Regions from separate parts of the Mus musculus genome. Here all the other regions are linked to region 2. A link is a contact called in public HiChIP or PLAC-seq data. All regions are on one chromosome and are shown on one strand. The core of a region is the stretch at or near the end of the contact, and the rest is flanking DNA. Distances in the headings are between cores, read along the strand shown.

Evidence for each region. HiChIP or PLAC-seq counts read pairs in DNA pulled down with a chosen protein or histone mark.
Region 1: an HNF4G HiChIP or PLAC-seq map of pancreatic cancer cells shows a contact between it and region 2. The contact joins two enhancer-like sites. A contact is called at or near these places in 1 of 15 datasets of contacts at CTCF or cohesin (the NIH/3T3 cell line), 1 of 484 Hi-C or Micro-C datasets (cortical neurons) and 4 of 115 datasets of contacts at active chromatin or transcription factors (the NIH/3T3 cell line, bone marrow-derived macrophages, embryonic forebrain and 1 more).
Region 3: a FOXA1 HiChIP or PLAC-seq map of pancreatic cancer cells shows a contact between it and region 2. The contact joins two enhancer-like sites. A contact is called at or near these places in 1 of 115 datasets of contacts at active chromatin or transcription factors (pancreatic cancer cells) and 1 of 9 other capture datasets (embryonic stem cells).

Annotation. Positions count from the first base shown.
Region 1 is chr2:4,405,862-4,409,649 of GRCm38.p6, reverse strand. All of the region lies in intron 1 of Frmd4a (FERM domain containing 4A), which reads right to left. Among named protein-coding and RNA genes, the nearest start is that of Gm23691, 27 kb to the right of the region's middle. Within about 2 kb of position 2,364, at least 51 of the 459 cell types and tissues checked have an H3K27ac peak or open chromatin away from gene starts, as enhancers often do. A contact at or near this core is called in pancreatic cancer cells, where this site is marked.
Region 2 is chr2:4,258,973-4,262,905 of GRCm38.p6, reverse strand. The region is part of intron 1 of Frmd4a (FERM domain containing 4A); the gene reads right to left. Gm39752 (a long non-coding RNA gene) reads right to left here. Exons shown (of 2, transcript XR_865942.2): 2 at 1-3,933. Among named protein-coding and RNA genes, the nearest start is that of Gm39752, 14 kb to the right of the region's middle. Within about 2 kb of position 2,050, at least 43 of the 459 cell types and tissues checked have an H3K27ac peak or open chromatin away from gene starts, as enhancers often do. A contact at or near this core is called in pancreatic cancer cells, where this site is marked.
Region 3 is chr2:4,443,798-4,447,539 of GRCm38.p6, reverse strand. All of the region lies in intron 2 of Frmd4a (FERM domain containing 4A), which reads right to left. Among named protein-coding and RNA genes, the nearest start is that of Gm23691, 65 kb to the right of the region's middle. Within about 2 kb of position 1,694, at least 112 of the 459 cell types and tissues checked have an H3K27ac peak or open chromatin away from gene starts, as enhancers often do. A contact at or near this core is called in pancreatic cancer cells, where this site is marked.

The sequences.
Region 1 (3,788 bases), core at 1,115-3,614, 150 kb before region 2:
ATTTTCCTCAGTATAAAACCCAAACCATGGCCATGCAAAGCCTACAGTTCAGAATCTTCCCGCTGAGTGTTTGCTCCTCCTCTTGGAGTGTGGTCATTTCTACTGGCAAGACAAAAACACTCTAGCTACAGAAGAAACAAAGGACTGTGTTTTGGGTATTATTCTCTGAATAGTTGGCTATCTTTCCAAGTTGGAAGTTGTAGAACTCAGCATTAAAAGAGTTTGGAATCTCTATTGACTAAGCTACAGCCTTGGGAACGGGAAGGGACACAAACCAAATTGTTGCGGACTACAAAAACCATGTTTTCCACAATAAAGAAAGGAAGGAACCACACACAAATACCAGCTTATAATTTCTCTGTGAAATAACAGACATGTTCCACCCTGTCTAGGCAAAAAGATAGCCATAGGTTATCCCTCAAATATAGCCTAGTCTTGGAAGCAAGAAGATAGAATGTTCTATAAATACTTTCTGTTTATGCATGTTAACACTTTTAGTCTATGCATCTAGTCAGTCCGTCACCAGGAAGCCTGGCATTGCTTGTGATTCATTTTACTGGCCAAGTATGCAGATCATCTAGGTAAGTTGGCATATTAATTTCTCATTTTGCAGGGATACTATCCTGGGATCTTCAGTGTGATTGGGTGATTGAGGCAATTTGGGGGTGGGGCTCCAAAAAAGCATCCTGCATTTTCAGGTTGTAATACGGTTTCTACTATTAATGCAGTACATTAATTATTAAAGGTTTATTAACTGTTCAAGTGCCTGTTTAGTTCTTTGTTTGCTTATTATGAATGTGGGTACGCTTGTGCTATGCGGGGGTCAGGGGACAACGTAGGGGAGTCAGTTCTCTTTTTCTACCACCTTTGAGTCCTGAGGATCAAACTCTGGACTTTGGACACGAAGGGCCCTCACCTGCTGATTCATCTGAAGCCCGTAACAGGAGTTTTCCCTTTCCCTTTCGATGCTAAGTAGCAGTTAACATTACTAGACAATATGATCTTCATCAGTTTCAATTTTACCTACTCTAGAAGGCCTGTGAGTTTTCTGATCATTTTTGAGAACTGGAGAATTATTTTAGAAAGGTAAGGGGCTGCAACCCACTAGCACAAAGCCCAAATCATCTTTCCTCTCTTCCTTCCTTCTTCCTCTATTTTAATGCCTCTTAATGTACTGAGACCCAGACACAGCCTCAGGCTTTCTCATTATCTCCCGGTTATTTTCCCTCACGCCCCCATTACATCACTGGGCACCCCCATTCCCATTAACTACCTTTTTTTTAAAATAAACGTTTCCCTGTTTCCAGTAATGATGATGGCTAGGGTCATGTGTTTTCCTGCACGAGCTCTCTCTGAAAGGCTGGGGTGACTTTTACAAATATGTCAGCTAATGTTTGTCCCCACTGTCCTCCTTTCTATGACATTTCAGCATTATAAGGGAAAATGTATGACTTATTTTATGTCTACATTTCTTCTTAGACCCCTAACATGTTCTAAATCTCTGCAGAGTTAGTATTGTTGATCCTTCCAATGTCAGAAGAGCAGATCAGAGACAAAATTTCTTATTGAAAAAAATTAACATTCTGTCTATCTATCTACCCATCCATCTATCTATTCATCCATCCATCCATGCATGTGGGGAGAGCCACACACTCTGCATGTATGTGAGGGTCAGCAGTCTCCTGGAAGCTAGTGCTCTCTTCCAGTTTGTGCCCCAGAGATGGAACTCAGGCTATCACGATTGATGGCAAGCACCTCTACCCACTGACCCACCTCATGGACCCCTCGTGTCTTTTGCTAAACACCTTGCACACCTTTTGCATCTCAGGTGCTTCGTAGCTGTTCTCTCATGCAAGCCTCTGAATGTGACTTCGCTTACTGAAGCTAAAGCTAAGAGAGATTTGGGAGCTCACTACAGGTCTTACAGTCAGAAGGTGGAAGACCTGGCTAGATAACAAACCCAGAGAAGATGCCACAGTGTACACTGTGTTTGTCACACTCTGATGCATCGTGTAAATACCTGCCACAAGGCAGGGATGTTTGCCTTGGTCCAGTAGGCAAGGCTCCTCAATGTGAATATCTTCTCACTGATAAAAGTGATCTCTACAGTTCTTTCATTGCTATAATGCTCTCTCCCCAAAATGTTCAATGGTTCAATCACATGCAGATATATTGTGCAGGCTGCCCTGAGCTCTGGGTGCACCCTGAGGCCCTCACAGTCATAGCTGTGGCTCTTAACATCGTCTGTCACCTTCTGCACATGTCTCCACACTCTTGCCAAGTCTTGCAGGCTACATCTGTGCCACTGGTCACTCTATAGTTCTTCTGTTACCAAACACTCAACGGACCCAATAAAGGGGGATTGAGAAGGCAGAACACTGCCTCACATTGTGCTCAGCTCTGAGTCTGCTTCGTGTCCTCACCACCTCCCCCCTCTCTGCTTTCTCTCTCTGAGCAACACAGAAATAAATATTGGATATTTACTGGAGGGTGGTCAGAGGCAGCCAGGAAGTGAGCAAGCCAGCCCTGAGTTACCCAGCTTGTGTAGGTGTGTCACTCAGATCCAGATGGCTCTGCACTCTTTGGGTCCCTAGTTTGGATTCGTCTCTTTACAGGCATGTGGGGAGAGCGTTAATTGTGTGTTTTACGATTATGAATGGCACAGCCTGGAGACGCTCCCATTCTGATTTCCATTTGCCGCCATACAGCATCAATCTAACTCCCCATTACACATCATTTTTTTTTTTTCATGCACTGCTCATTCAATAGGGACAAAGAAAGGCAAGGACATCGACAGATCAGGCAAATTCTGGTGGAAATGGTGGGGAGCAGGCATGAAGTTATAGGGGAAATGTTAGCTGATTCAAGTGGGAAATTATTGCTCAAAACAAAGTGTCATGGCTCTTGCCTGTAAGCCTAGCATTTGGGAAGCTGAGACAGGGGGGTTATGAGTTTGAGGTCACTGCAGGCTACATAGCAAGTCCAAGGCCAATCTGGACTACAGAATGAGACCCTGTTCCAAAAACAAAAACTTATTGTTTGAAGGCTTAGTATATTGCACCATAATAATGACTCCTGGTCGTGACGTCATCTCTAATGAGGCCTCTGTAGATCAATGTTGGAGCATGGCTTCATGCTCTGCTTGTTCAAGACCCTATAAAGTTCCCATCAGCAGCAGTGGGTCATATGTACTCAATGTTAAATGGACAAAAGTATGCAGGAGAGGCCAGTCCTGTTTGGTAACGGACCTGAGTTCAAGTCCCAGAGTCTGCATTTAAAAAAAAAAAAAAAAAGCATGCCCTTGTATTCCCAGGGCCAGAAAGACAGAGACGTGGAAGGACCCTGAGGCTCACTGACCAGGCTACCTTAGCCTACCTAAAGATTCAAGAACACTAAGATACATCTTATCCAAAAGAAAGTGAATGGATCCTGAGAAATGGTGAGAGGATGTCTTCTGGCCCACACATGTGCATGTATCAGTGCCCACACCTACCCTCCCTCCCCAAGTATGCAAGAACCATGCACTGGCAAATACATATGAAAACAGGCACAAGAAGGAACATGCAGATGTGCTCAGAGTTAAAGCCAGAGGCTATAGTATACCTGCCAATGCTTCTGACTGTGGACAACAAATTTTTGCTCCTCTTATATCATGAACACCTGGAATACCACTTTCAATAAAAATCCAAAAAATGCTGCCTAGGAGAGAAATGACACTTCCCTCCAGTGAGATCCTATGCCCGATGGCTCTGACATAGAGCCAGCTTCCATGACTGTGGGGAGATTAC
Region 2 (3,933 bases), core at 801-3,300:
TTTGTTACCTAGCTGAGCCTCTAGTGACTCAGCATTTAAGAGCTGTGAGCTTCGTTTTGTTGTCTGTAAGATAACAGAGGAGGTGGCAGTCTCTCTGGAGCTCCTTATTCAAATTAAAAACCTTGAGAGGTGGTAAACAGAATGGCTGACATGAAACATGGGCCATGAAGATTTGGGGGTGAGGAGCCAGCAGAGGTAACTGAGGGGCCATGAGGTGTAGTGTCTCACACAGTGTCTTCCCAACAGGAAGCAAGCAGGAAGCTGAAGCAATGAGCTGGCTGGTGTTCAAGAAACTTAGGGACCAAAGGTGGGCGCCCCCCTAAAACTGGAAGTCCCCCAGAAGGGTTATTAGTGTTTTTCACAGTCAGGGATGTGACTGTGGGAGGGATGATCCAAACTGTCCTTCAACACCTCACAATATAGGGAATTTTGGAGGAATTCTTTCCTTCCTAATTTCCTTTGGGACTATTGGATATTATCTATCTCTTTCCCCCCTCCCCTGCAGTTGGGCCATCACTGTAGAAAGATTTAACTACAACTGTGGGGAGTTTTTGGTTTTAAAAAAATGCATGGTTAGGAGATAACCTTGTGACCATGACAGCATCTACTTTGACAAATCTAAGCATCAAGCCTGCTACATACTGAGGTTTTGTGATGGTATAAGCCTATGACTCTTGGTTACAGGTCTGTTTAGCACATTGCTATACTGAATACCAAAGGCAAGTATTACATGGTGGTACTAGTGTATCTAAACATATCAAGGGCTGGGATGCCATTCAGTTGGTGTAGTGCTTGCCCAGCTTATGGAAATCAAGTTCTTTGACTCAAGCACTGGATAAATCATATGTTGTCGTGCACATCTGTATGCTCACCACCCTGAAGATGGAAGCAGAGGATTAGGAGTTGAAGGTCATCCTTGGATACCTAGCAAGTTTGAGGTCAGCCTGCACTATACTGAGTCCTGTCTCAAAACCCAAACCGTATCTAAGGTATAAAAGAGTTTTATTCGTCAGTGCATGATTCATGCTAAAAATGGATCATGAGATGCTCACTTTTGTCGATACTCACTTCTGTCCCAGCCTCCTGAATGCTGGGATTACAGCTGTGCATCACCATACCATACTCGAAACACACACTGTAGTGAGCAGGAGTCTCGCAGCTCCACTGGAATCTGATGAGACTTCCATGGCCAGTATGGCATTGTTGGCACACTCATGCACCCATGCGCCACGTGCTTTTACCTGGCTCTTGTTCCAGATGCCTGGGATAGAGCTTCTAGAGACCTTGGGAATTTACTCAGTCTTATGCTGATGAGATTGTCCTAAGAGACAAAGGGAGGACTCCGGTATCATCATCAGATGGGGACCAGTCACTAAGACGCCATATCAACAGAGAGGCAGGGGAGGACAAGGATCAGGTCCATTTCTGTGGCCAATGGTTTAATCACACATGATATTTAATTTAACCTTGGCAAAACCTCTATAGAATAGAGCTCTCTGAATTTTTGTGTTGAAGAACCCTAGTTGTGGGGTGAGGCAGGGTAGGATGGGGTGGAGCGGGTCATCCAGAGAAGCCACTGATTGTCCTGTCTTTCTTCTCTGTATGCCTTGTGCCCTTCCTCAATCGGAACTTTTTTTTTTCCCCACAAACTGTTAAACATAGTGTTTTTCTGAGTCTGATCCATTCTAGCCACTCACTGAAACAGACGTGGGGTGAGAACCATTGACTTGTAGCCAGTCAAAACAGTATCCCCCAAAGAATCCCCAAACGTTGTGGGTACATTTTAGAAGGGTTCCTGTAGAGGCTGCAAAGCCGGACTAAGTGCTGCCCTGTGGCTTCTTCTTGATGTTTTCTCACAGGCTAGCACCAGCTACAAGGGAAGGAGGTCAGAGAGGGGTGTGTATTTGCACAGCACCGTATTAACAGAGAGCTAGAGCCACTGATCCATAATGGCAGAGCATGGCTGATTAGCTGTGCCAAAGGGAGGTCACATCCCAGTGAGCAATTACTTCCGCCTCAGTCAGATCCTTTCAGACATGAGCTCACGGGGCAGGGATGTGCTGAAAGTGCCGTGTAGACTCATAGCCACGTCAGTCATACGGCTTTGTTATCAGCAGAGCCCAGTCCTGCAAATTTTCCCTGGCCAGAAGTCAGAATGCTTTGTTTTCATGTCTCTATTTCCTTAGAGACTTCCCCATAATCCTTTGCCTCACTATCTTCTTCAAATTTAAGCAAATCCCGCCCCCCTCACTTTTCTGGAGGGCTTGCTTTTGTTATATTATCACTCCTATGGCCTAGGAGACCTACTGGACCTTGTAAGCAAGGAGACACTTGCTTTGAATGTTACAGCATCAAAGAGCTCTGTCTGACACTCTGGTCCCTGGGTCCAGCTGTGCTGATTCATTTCTCTGGCTTTGCTGTCTACTCTGTTACTGATGACCCTAGGGGCATCGTCTCTCCTACTGAGCGTGCCCACTGCTCCACCTCAACTCTTGGCCCATGAAGATATGCACTGATTTCTCTTCCTATAATTCTTTTCTATGACTGACACAGACACTCTCGTTTCTCTAACCAAGTGGAAGCACTTAGCAAGTGCTTACTTATTCCTCCTTAGTGCAAAGAAAAGCTAAACTTTGTTTTTAAGCAGAGATCTATACTGGAGTCTGCTACAGATCCTGTGCCCTGCATGGATCTGACATTGTCTACACTGAAAGGGGGCAGGCCGTTCAGCCCTCTGCAAGCTCCCATGTGGCGGCAGAGGAGGACTTCAGGTGCCCTACTCTGTCACTTTCTGTCATGTTCCTTTGAAACAGGGGCTCTCACTGATCCTGGAACTATGCTGGTGGCCAGCAAGCCCCAGGAATCCCCCACATTGTCATGGTCACAGGTGTGTATAACCATGCCTGGTATTTTACATGGCTGCTGAGATCCAAATTCAGGCCCCAATGCTCGTATGGTAAGCACTCTTACCGCTAAACCATGTCTCCAAGCCCAGCCTTCCTTTATAAAAGGTTACTTTCCTTAGGTATTTGTTGCAGCAATGAGAAACTAAGTAACTCATCTGCTTGTATTTTATGATATTTCAATTTTTTTCAGTCTTAAATATCAAATTCTAAAGAACAAATAGTACTCTCCCCAAACTCACAGCCCATGGAAGCCAGTGGAACCTCCTGGTCTTGTGCTATGGTTCATTCACATGCAAGCAGGCATTTTAAAGATTTTGCTAAACTCATTCCTGCTTCTCCATGTCTTCGAGTGAAAAAAAATTTCTTGACAGACTCTGCTCTCTGCCTATTAAACAATTAAAAGGTACTGATCAGAGAGCTGGACTAGACATGAACTGTCTGCTATGTGAGCCTCAGGACCAGAGTTCAATTCCCCAGTGTCCACTTAAAACACTAAGCACAGTGGTACAGGTCTGTGCTTTTGTGCTGGAGAAGATATACCACTGCTGGTCTAGCCCTGGAACTTGTTAGCTAAACAGCATAGCTGAATTGTCGAGCTCCTGGGTCAGTGAGAGAACCTGTCTCAAAAAGTCAGGTGGAGAGTGAGCAAGGAAGATACTTAGCACTGACCTCATGAGCACGCAAATCAGCGGATGGAGTGCAAGGCGTAGGGAATCTCTTTGTGCTTTAAATTTCTTACTATAAGATACGTAAGTCATGACTGGTGGTACAGGCCAATAGTCTTAGCTAATGGGTTGGCTGAAGTAGGAGGTTTGCAAGTTCAAGACTAGCCTGAGCTAGAGAAGGTCCAGGGCAAGTCTGAGCAACTGTGAAAAGTACAAGAGCCTGTGAGGAGCCGCCCTTGCAATCGCCATTACAAGATGGCGCTGATATCCGGTGTTCTAACTAGTAAACCAGTAGTCTGCGCATGTGCTGGGTTATTTTTCCATGCCTTGTGCCCTGCCTGTCCCGTGGCGTTATCTGGGCT
Region 3 (3,742 bases), core at 445-2,944, 180 kb before region 2:
TTACTGACACCGATTCTAATTTTCCAATAGTCTAAGTCAGCAAGTGGCAATATGTAACAGTTACAGAGGGTCACAGGGTCAAGTTTTCAGCCATCCCACTGTATGCTGGAACCTGTCAGTCCGAATGGGAACCTTTCAGGCTTTTACCCACTGGCACAATGCTGTCACCCGAGGTCCATCTCATCTCTCCATTCTGACCAATAGGTTCCCAGGTACTCTACCTCTGACAGCCACCCTTGCATCCAGTAAGAAATGAGAAGGTGGGTGAAGGTGGTGGTGGATCATTGTACTCCACTACTGGGGATGCAGAGATAGACAGATCTCTGGGTTTTACTCAGCAGCCAATCTAGCTTATTTGGTGAAGTCTAAACCAGCCAGGGACCCTGTCTCAAAACTACAATGTGGATAGCAACTGAGGAATGATATCTAAGGTTGTCTGCCATATACATGTACACACATGCAGACACTAACACACACACACACACACACACACACACACACACACACACACACACACACACACACACACAGTGGTGGGAAGGAGGGAGGGAGAGGGAAGAAGACAGTTTTATACACCTGTAATCCCAGCACAAAGCAGGGTAGGCAGGAGAATTATAATTTTGTGGCCAGATGGAACTACACCATGAGGCCCTATCTCAAAATCTGAACTATATTCCTTTTGTATAATATGCACATGTCCATTTGCAGAACCACAGAGGATCCCATGTCTACTATTCCAACCCGAGTGTTCTCCTTTCTGTTTCCCCTCTCCTACTGCGTCATAGCAGTTGAGAATCTCTTGGTCTCCATGAGAACTTGGCCAGGGAACATTTTGCAAAAGATGGAAAGATACAGTAGTCTGAAAACTTCTGTGAAAGACAGGGCAGGGCTTTTCTATTCTTACTTGGGAAAGCACTCTGAGCTATAACACACCATGCATGGGTGGCTGACTTAAAAATCTTATCTCTTTGCTGTTTCCCTTCTTGGTTCAGTGCTTCTACTTTTAGAAATTCGTCTCTATATATCTGACTGGATTGACATTTCACTCTTTAGACTGCATGCTCTTGGGAGATGGGGACAATGACCGTTTTCCTTTAGTCTAGGGTCTAATGTACTGGCTATAACCACAACATTGAAGAAAAGGCATCTTATGATGACTAGTGTAACTTCAGGGCTGGGTGGGCCTAGAAGAATCAGCCTTTCTGCAGGCACTTTTGGGAGGTCACCACTTATTTAGTAACACATCTGGATGTAAGACTAGGGAAGCTGTTTGTGAGGAAATAACTTTTGAATGAGCTTCTTCAGTGGTACAGCTCAGCCACTGGGATCCCTGCCACAGGCAGAGAGCCTGCCAAAGGGAACTCCTCGTGTAGTTGTAAAGTTCTTGGGGTTTGGTGGTGGCGCAGGCAATTTGGCCTCAGATGCCGTTAGCATCCTGGTCTTTTTGTTCTGTGAGCTCCCAGCAGCCTGAGGGCTTAGTCTTATGGGGTTTTCTGGATTTCCACACAGTTATGTCAGAGTGTACATAAAGGTTCTTTAAGTCGCAGGCATACAGACTTGCTGTGTGTGGCCACAGAGGAGCAGGGACACCTGGGAGTCCTTAGCCACAACTTACGGTGGCTACGACAGAGTGCTAGAGTGGGTGATACAAGCTTAACTCAGAGTGATGACTCAAGTCTGAGCTGGCTAGGGCTGAACCCAGCTGATGCTTGGCTTGCTCTGTGGACTTGCCAAGTGTCTCAGAGCTGGAACAAGAGAAGCCCATGACTGGGAAATACTGACTTTCAGACAGAGAAACGGATGGCTCATTCCAGACAGCAAGCCACTGTGTCCTTATAAAAATGGTGCGGTGAGGCTGCGGCACTGCCAGGGGCAGGCTAGCAGGCAGCGTCCCTGCTGTTCCCTGGCTTCCCAGCAGCTTTTGTACATGTGATTACTGCTTGTTCTTTTCCTTACATATCAAAAAACAAAGTAGATTCTAAGACTTGAGAAGATTATGTACCCAGGGTCATGGTTTTGGGTTGAATTGCCCCTCTCTAAACTTATTGTTTCTTAAAAATAGTTTCATTTTTAAGTTGTGTGTATGTCTCAGTGTATGGACATGTGAGTACAGGTGCCTAAAGAGGGCAGAAGAGGGCACTGCATCCCTTGGAGCTGGAGCCACATGTGGTTGTAAGAGTCTCATATGGTACTTGAGACTGAACCTGGGTCCTCTCCTACAGCAGTGCTCTTCACACCGGAGTCATTTCTCCACCCCCTCAAATCCACTGTTAACATCCAAATCATGGAGTCTTAGAAAGTAGCTGGATTCTGAAATGACCTTTGAAGAGGTGACTAAATGAAGTTATAGGGGCAGAGTCTCCATTCAACAGGATCAGTGTCAAGAAAGGAGGAGGAGGAAGAAAAAGGAAAAAGTAGAAGAAAGGAGGAGGAGGAGAAGGGGCAGGAGGAAGAAGAAGAGGAAGAAGGAAAGGAGAAGAAAAAGGAGGAGAAAGAAAAAGAAGACCATGAAGAGGAGGCAAGGAGGAGGGGAGGGATGGAGGAGGAGGAGGGAGGAGGATATAAAGCCAAGGCCACATGAAGACAGAAGGAATGCAGCCAGCTGCAAGCCAGAGAGACGGCTCTGGAAAGATAACCCTGCTTACATCCGCTCTTGGACTTCTATCATCTAGGCCTGTGAGACATGCATTTCTGACTTTAATCCCTCCACCTAGCCTGTGGCCTTTTATTGCAGTACCCACTGTGGCTGATATAGTAGCATTTAAAATTTGGACTAACATCGAAGTCCATGCTTGGAAGCTGAGACTCTAAACATTAACTTTGATCTTATTTCAACAAGTGTAACCAAAGTTTGAGATCTGGGTGCCTGACCCTTTAGCCATTGCGTCTGTTTGTTTGTTTTTGCAATATTTGGGAGCCCGGGACCTCAAGCATGGTAGACAAGAATGCTACCACAGAACTACGCTGCAGCCATAGCTGTCCCTTTAGATTTAAGAATCTGACTGCTGTTGTCTCTGGTTCCTGGCGCTGGCACTATACTCTGTGATTGTCTTGAGTATAAGGATAAAGTTTTTACACTGCATTTATCTATCTATCTATCTATCTATCTATCTATCTATCTATCTATCTATCTATCTATCTATCTATCTAAGTGGAGCACCAGTGGTGAGGCCAGAGGACAGTTTGCTGAAGTTTGTTCTCTTTTTCCATCCTTTGGGTCCTGGGGATTGAACTCAGGTAATCAGGCTTAAGTGGCAAGCACTTTACCCACAAAGCCATCTCAGCAGCCCCTGGCAGGAGAGTTTATGACTTTGAGGTTATGCTAATGAAATGACTTGTGATGGAAGCTAGTCATCACGGAGACCAACCCCGTGCATGATTAGAAGTCTGGGTGCCTTTTGCTTGGATTGATGGTGAAACAAGAAAAAAATAACCCTGATATATGGGATTCTAGTTAATGCAGTTTACTCCAAAGACTGCCCTTTCTTCTGATGTCTACGAGTGTACGCTCTGTTCTGTTAGGCAAATGGTTGGCATGGGTGACTATGTTTACTTTATACCTTCATTTAGCAAAGAAAAAGAAACTATTCCAGAATACTTGCCTCACTTATTTCCAACACACACACACACACACACACACACACACACACACACACACACAGATAGTACAGGCCCATGAGCATCTCAAATTCAAGGCCAGCCTAGGTCATCGAATTGCTACAGCAGAATAAACAACAAATCA